2 separate regions of the Ovis aries genome follow, and region 1 is linked to region 2. A link is a contact called in public Hi-C data. All regions are on one chromosome and are shown on one strand. The core of a region is the stretch at or near the end of the contact, and the rest is flanking DNA. Distances in the headings are between cores, read along the strand shown. Region 1 has its middle 9.7 kb from the start of TRNAE-UUC. Region 2 has its middle 47 kb from the start of AZIN1.

What was found. A called contact is a pair of places that touch in the nucleus more often than the background predicts.
Region 1: a contact with region 2 is called in a Hi-C map of muscle, with 4 times the contacts expected there. The contact joins two enhancer-like sites. A contact is called at or near these places in 7 of 16 Hi-C or Micro-C datasets (blood, liver, muscle and 4 more).

The regions. Positions count from the first base shown.
Region 1 is chr9:74,635,194-74,638,065 of ARS-UI_Ramb_v3.0, forward strand. No RefSeq gene overlaps it. Among named protein-coding and RNA genes, the nearest start is that of TRNAE-UUC, 9.7 kb to the right of the region's middle. Within about 2 kb of position 1,623, at least 28 of the 54 cell types and tissues checked have an H3K27ac peak or open chromatin away from gene starts, as enhancers often do. A contact at or near this core is called in liver and muscle, where this site is marked.
Region 2 is chr9:74,583,203-74,585,902 of ARS-UI_Ramb_v3.0, forward strand. No RefSeq gene overlaps it. Among named protein-coding and RNA genes, the nearest start is that of AZIN1, 47 kb to the left of the region's middle. Within about 2 kb of position 1,294, at least 46 of the 54 cell types and tissues checked have an H3K27ac peak or open chromatin away from gene starts, as enhancers often do. A contact at or near this core is called in liver and muscle, where this site is marked.

The sequences.
Region 1 (2,872 bases), core at 373-2,872, 52 kb after region 2:
GCTGGGCTCTTGAACTCCAGGCTCTTGTGTATACCTGCCCCTGGGTCATCTCCATTTGGAGGCCCTGTGGTGAAGGTTATGGTGAAGACACCTTAACTGCAAGTCCCAAATGGGTTCATGGCTTCCCTCCTGCTCAAACCAGCTTGCTTCCTGAATCCCTGACACTGACCCCACCTCTCTGCATCCATCCACCCAGCAGCCCCAGGCAGAAACCTGGGAGTCACTTTCTCTCCTCCCTTTCTCTTAATCCTGTATCTTCTCAACTACCTGGTCCCACCCACAATACCTAGTCTGTACATATTCCCGTCCCCTTGGCTCCAGTCATCAGCAGCACCTGAATTCCTGCAATAGCCCCTCACCCTAGCTGGGTCCCAGTCTTGTCCTTCCTGTCCATTCTACAGACGTCTGTTGGTTCTGAAAGATGGCTTCAATAAGTTTCTTCCTTTGTATTATAAAACCCTTCAGTGGTTCCTCACTGACATAGCTCCTACTTACCTGCCCACCTTCATTTCTCCTTGCTGGTCTGCAAAGTGATGCTGCTGCCGCTAAGTTGCTTCAGTCGTGTCCGACTCTGTGCAACCCCGTAGACGGCAGCCCACCTGACTCCTCCGTTCATGGGGTTTTCCAGGCAAGAGTACTGGAGTGGGGTGCCATTGCCTTCTCCACAAAGTGATGCTAGGCTCCTTCTAACATCATCTTCTTGTGTTGTTCTGTGCTTCGCCCCAAGGTACTTCCCATGTTTGCCTGGCCAAGCTCTAGGGCTTGGCTCGCTTGCTGCCTCCTTCAGGAAGACTTCCCTGAGCACACAGAAGTGGGCAGGTCCCCTCACGCACACCCCACTGTGTTCCCTGCCCTGCAACTGTGGGGAGTGGATCACTGTGTGTTTCCTTGTCCACCTCTTCTTAGTTTAAAATAGGGAGCTCCTTAAAGGCTGGATTATTCACTGGTGGTGTGTCCAGCTTCTAGCTCAGGGTCCAGTTCAGAGAAGATGCTCCCCGCATGTGCCTTATTGAATGAATGAATGATCCTGATGCTGGGGTTCCCAAACTGCAGGGCCACCTGAGGGTGCTGTGGGTGGGGGGAGGTTTGAGGGTCTCCTCCACCTGGGGGACCAGGTAGCTGAGAAGATACAGGATTCCTTCATTGCTCTTATTTGTGGCTTTGGGCTGACTCACCTGGGGACAGATTGTGCTATGCGACACCAGGCTCCACTTAGGGAGAGTCCTTGGCCCGGGAGGGTTGGGGGCAGATGTAGGCAGTGGTGGGGGAGAGCAGGTGGAGGGGTCAGCAGGTTCAGAGCAGGCTTGGGTGGACTGAGTAGAGGGAAACTAGAGATAAAGGGAAGCCCAGCTCAGACACCCCCAGAGACTTCACTGCTCGAACATAAGTGCAAGGCAGAGCCTCGGGTGCTGAGAAGTCCTGGGGAGGGCACCAGGCTGGAGTGGGGCCCTCTGTGCTCCTTGACCGGGTCTCCAGGCTGGCTGGAGTAGGCCCAGCCCTGGAGATAAGAGCTCAGTGTCAGGAATGAGGGTTGCATGCCTGGGAGCCAGGCTGCCTGATCCTGTGGGTCAGCTTCCTCCCTGCCCCCCAGCCTTCGCCCACTTCTCAGGACTGTGGCTGCCACACTGTCACCTGATCAGCTTTGCTCAGAGGTCTGAGACAGAAGTTAGGGCGACTGCTTAGTGGATGCTGTGTGCCAAGCGCTCTCCTTGGCGTCTGAGTGTAAGAGTCCATGTGATCTCAGTCATCGAGCCAACACAGATGCTGCCAGGATTGTGACTGTCCTTTGTAGGTGCTCGTCCAAGGCCACCTGTCTGGGGCAGGCTGGGTCTGTCTGACCCCACAAGGCATGCTCTTTTTCCAGCCCAGGGTCGCTTCTCTAGCTCTGCCCTTCCCCAGAGACCAGGGCCTCTACAAAATCTGGAACCAGCCTGTTCCCTCCTCAGGGAATTCCACAGCCCACCCTCCCGCCTCCCCACCTTACCCCACGCTACAGCTCTTTGCCAAGGCAGAGCTTCAGTCCAGCCTATCCTATGCAAGGCAAGGATGGATAGATGCGCCATCCTATAGCTTCACGTGGCTACCACGTGCCGGCACTACCATCCCAGGACACAGAGCAGTCTCCCCAGAGATTCCAGCTTTGCCTTCTTTGTGAAGGCCACACATGCTCCCAAAGTGGCAGGAATTTCTGAACTGAGGCCCACACTTCCTTTTTTTCCTATGAAAGACAGACCCCTTATGTACGCTTAGTTCCAGACCTTGTTATTAACAAGAGGTTTGAATCCTTATGAGTTTGAGGGCTGTGCGACCCCAGGCAGGTGACTCAACCTCTCTGATCCTGTTTGCAGAGTTTTTAAAAATGGTAACATACAGCTCAAGGGGCCCGTTATGAGGGTTAAAAGCGGCTGTACATGGAAAGCCCCGAACAGTCCTGGCAGTCAGTAGGTGGTTCATCCGTGGCCCTCACAGTTCTGACTGTTGGCCACGGTGCCTCGTCTACCTCTTGAGAGTTGCATGCTCCTGGCATGGGCACCGCTTTCTCTTCTTGGCTTGCCTCTCCTTTCTCTTTTTAAGGGCATTCGTGCGGCAGCCGGCTGCAGCTCCCTCTCAGCTCAGACCCTTTCGGAGTCCTGAGGTCCTGCCAGCAATCATGGCCCCAACCAACCTGGCTTCTCTGCTGACATTCCTGTGAACCTAGTCAGGATCTGCCCCAAGGTCCGTCGGGGTGTGTCCGCGCTGGGAGGGAGGAGGGGGAAGGGAACAGCAGCTGCTCCTTTGTTCGCTGGCCACCGGGCGGGTGAGCCAGGGCACAGCCTGTCCAGGCCAAGAGCAGGAAACAGGTGGACTCTGCGGAGGCCCAGACGGGGCAGTG
Region 2 (2,700 bases), core at 44-2,543:
GTGAGGTTCCCCCGTGGTTATCACTGGTTTGAAAGGCCAGTTGGCTCTTGGGAAACAAACAGAAGCCTCACCCACCCTTCCTGTTGGAAACTTTGGCCTCAGCTGCAGAGTGGATGCTTGGGAAACACATTTCAACTCCAGCCTTGGGGCGTCCAACTGCTCCTGGAGATCTTTGTCAGTGCGGCTCTCAGGCCTGGGGCCCCCTACTCTGAGTCTGGACCCTCTCGATGGTGACCATCTGCATCAGCAGCTCTCACCCCTGGCTCCCCAGTAAAAGAATGCTGATGCCAGGTGAAATCACCTGGTGGGGAGGGGGCCCATGCTTCACCATCTGTGTGTTCTAAAGCATCCCCAGGTAATTTCAGTGTGCTGTTGGGGTTGAGAAATCCTGAGGGAAATCAATACAGAGTGTGATCAAAGAACAGAATAGGAAAGTATTTGAAATCTGAACAAAGGAGGATTTGCATTAGAGACCAGCTAATAAAAGCCATCCAAGGCAGGATGGCTCCTGCAGCTGTGGCTGACAAATTCTTGGAAAGAATCCATCAGTCTGGGAACTGGCATGACTCGGTGCCCCGGGGGGCAGAGGGCGAGACCCCGCAGCTCCAGGTCCCCTCTGGGCCACCAGGCCTGCTTCTCAGATCCACCTCTATGCTGCCAGGCCCCGATGCTGTGAGCCTCTGTTCTTCCAGTCCAACTGGATTGCTTGCTGTTCCCAGAACTCGCCCGCTGTCTCCCCCTCCAGGTTTTGGTTCCAGGCATTTGTTTCCGTCTGGAATGTCCTTTCCCCCATCTGTTCAAATCATTCCTCTTCAAGGTCCCTGCCCTCAGGCCAGCTCCACCAGGAAGCCTCCTCCCGGGGGCTTCTGTAAGCGCCTGTCCCTCCCCCCCACCCTCCCCACCCCCGCCCCACTTCCCGCTCTGTGTGCTCACACTGCCAGGGTGTGCCCAGGGTCGTCTCCCCAGCCAGGCTGTGGATGCAGGAAGGGACCTTCTGTGGCTTCTTCCTGCCCCGCCTGTCCCTGGAGTTGGGGGCGCCTTGCCAGGAGGGGCTGCACGCATTTCCTGAATGCGACAGAAGTTGTCCCTGTTCCCAGGCAGGGTGGACAGTCACACAGATCCACCCTCTCCGCTCAGGCCCCTTTGCTGCTAGTTCCATGGCCCGGCCGCTCTATTTTCTGAGTGCCAGGGGGGGCTTGTGGTTAGCCGGCAAAGACAGGAAAGAGCCGAGGCCAGGCCTTGACCCAGCACGTGGTGTCCCCAGCACCGGAGCGGCTTCCTCGGGGGAGGGGCGGGTCGAGAGAGCGGGGCGGGAGACGAGGGCGTGGAGGCCTGCATGCTGGTGCGGTCTCTTCCCAAGACACCCCCCCCCCGAAGTCTTAAAGAGGGTTGGGGGTTGGAACCCCGCCACTTCGGGGGGCAGTCGGGGGCCAGCGCTGGTGCCGCGGGACCGCCTGCTCCTGGAGCCCACCCGCCCCGGGGTCCCGCGCCGCACGGCCAGATCGCGGAAGGGGAGGGGGTCCCGGAGGCTGCCCGCCCAGTGCCGGCGGTGTGGGGGCTTGTTCCTTCCTGCGGTCGCCCGCCGCCGGCCCGCGCCGCAGGTGACCCCGGCAGCTTGCCAGTGGTCCCCGCTCCCCTCGGCCGCGCCCACCCCAGCGCTCCCGCTGCCGCAGACGCCTCCTTGGGGTTTTCCGGCTCTGAGCGCCTCAGATGACCTCGCCGGCCGCCGGCCCGGGCCGCTCCCTCCTCCCGTTCCCCCCAACCCCCCCGGCTTCCCGCCTCCCGGGCCGCGCGGCAGGGCTTTCTGATGAGTCAGCGGGAGCCCGGGAGCCTCCAGCCGCGCCGGGGCATCTGCTCCGGTGACGCACCGTGACTCACGGGCGCCCGGGCAGCCGCAGTCCCCGAGCGCGCAGCGCCGAGTCGGGACGCCGAGCGCAGGCCCCCCCCGCCACCCCCACCGGCCCCGGGCGGACCCCGCTCCGCGCCCCGCGCGGGGCATCGGGCTCCTCCCGCCTCGAGCGTCCTCCCCACCCCACCCCCGGCTCCCGCCCGCCTGCGGTGCTCTCCTCCCCGCGCCTCTCCGCTCCTGGCCCCAGTCCAAGCTGACATCAGACGCTGGCCGCCCGGCCACCCTCTGAGTCAACAGTTTCCGAAGCCGAGCCCGCTGCCAGGGGCGGGGAGAAAGCGCTGCCTCCGGGGGAGGCGGAGGGGGCGGGGCGGCTGGGTCCGGCAGCCGCGGGAGGGCGGAGGTGGGTGGGGACCAGCGAAGCTTTTTTTTACAAGAAGTCACGGGGTTGGGGGGTGCCGGGGGCGGTTAGGGGGAACCGAGAGGGTGAAAACCGCCCTGCAGAGCGGCGGGGGCGGAGAGGAAACCTGCGCCCAGAGCCACGTGCTGGAGCCGGCGCGGGGTGGGTGGCTCGCGGAGGCGTGGGGGAAGGAGAGGCCGCTGCTGGGAAAGGCCCCAGGCCACGTTTCTCGGGGAGGAGATGCGCCGCGGTGGACACGCTCGGCCCCAGGCCAGCCGGGGACCTTCGTGTCTGGAGAAGGCGGCCCAAGATCCCTCTGATGGGAGCAGCTCTGGCCGAGCCTCGGAGGGCCGGCCCTGCCTGCCCAGGGATGGCCTTGCAGAAATGCCCTGGCCTAAAGGAAACGGCAGCCCACTCCGGTGTTCTTGCCTGGAGAATCCCAGGGACGGGGGAG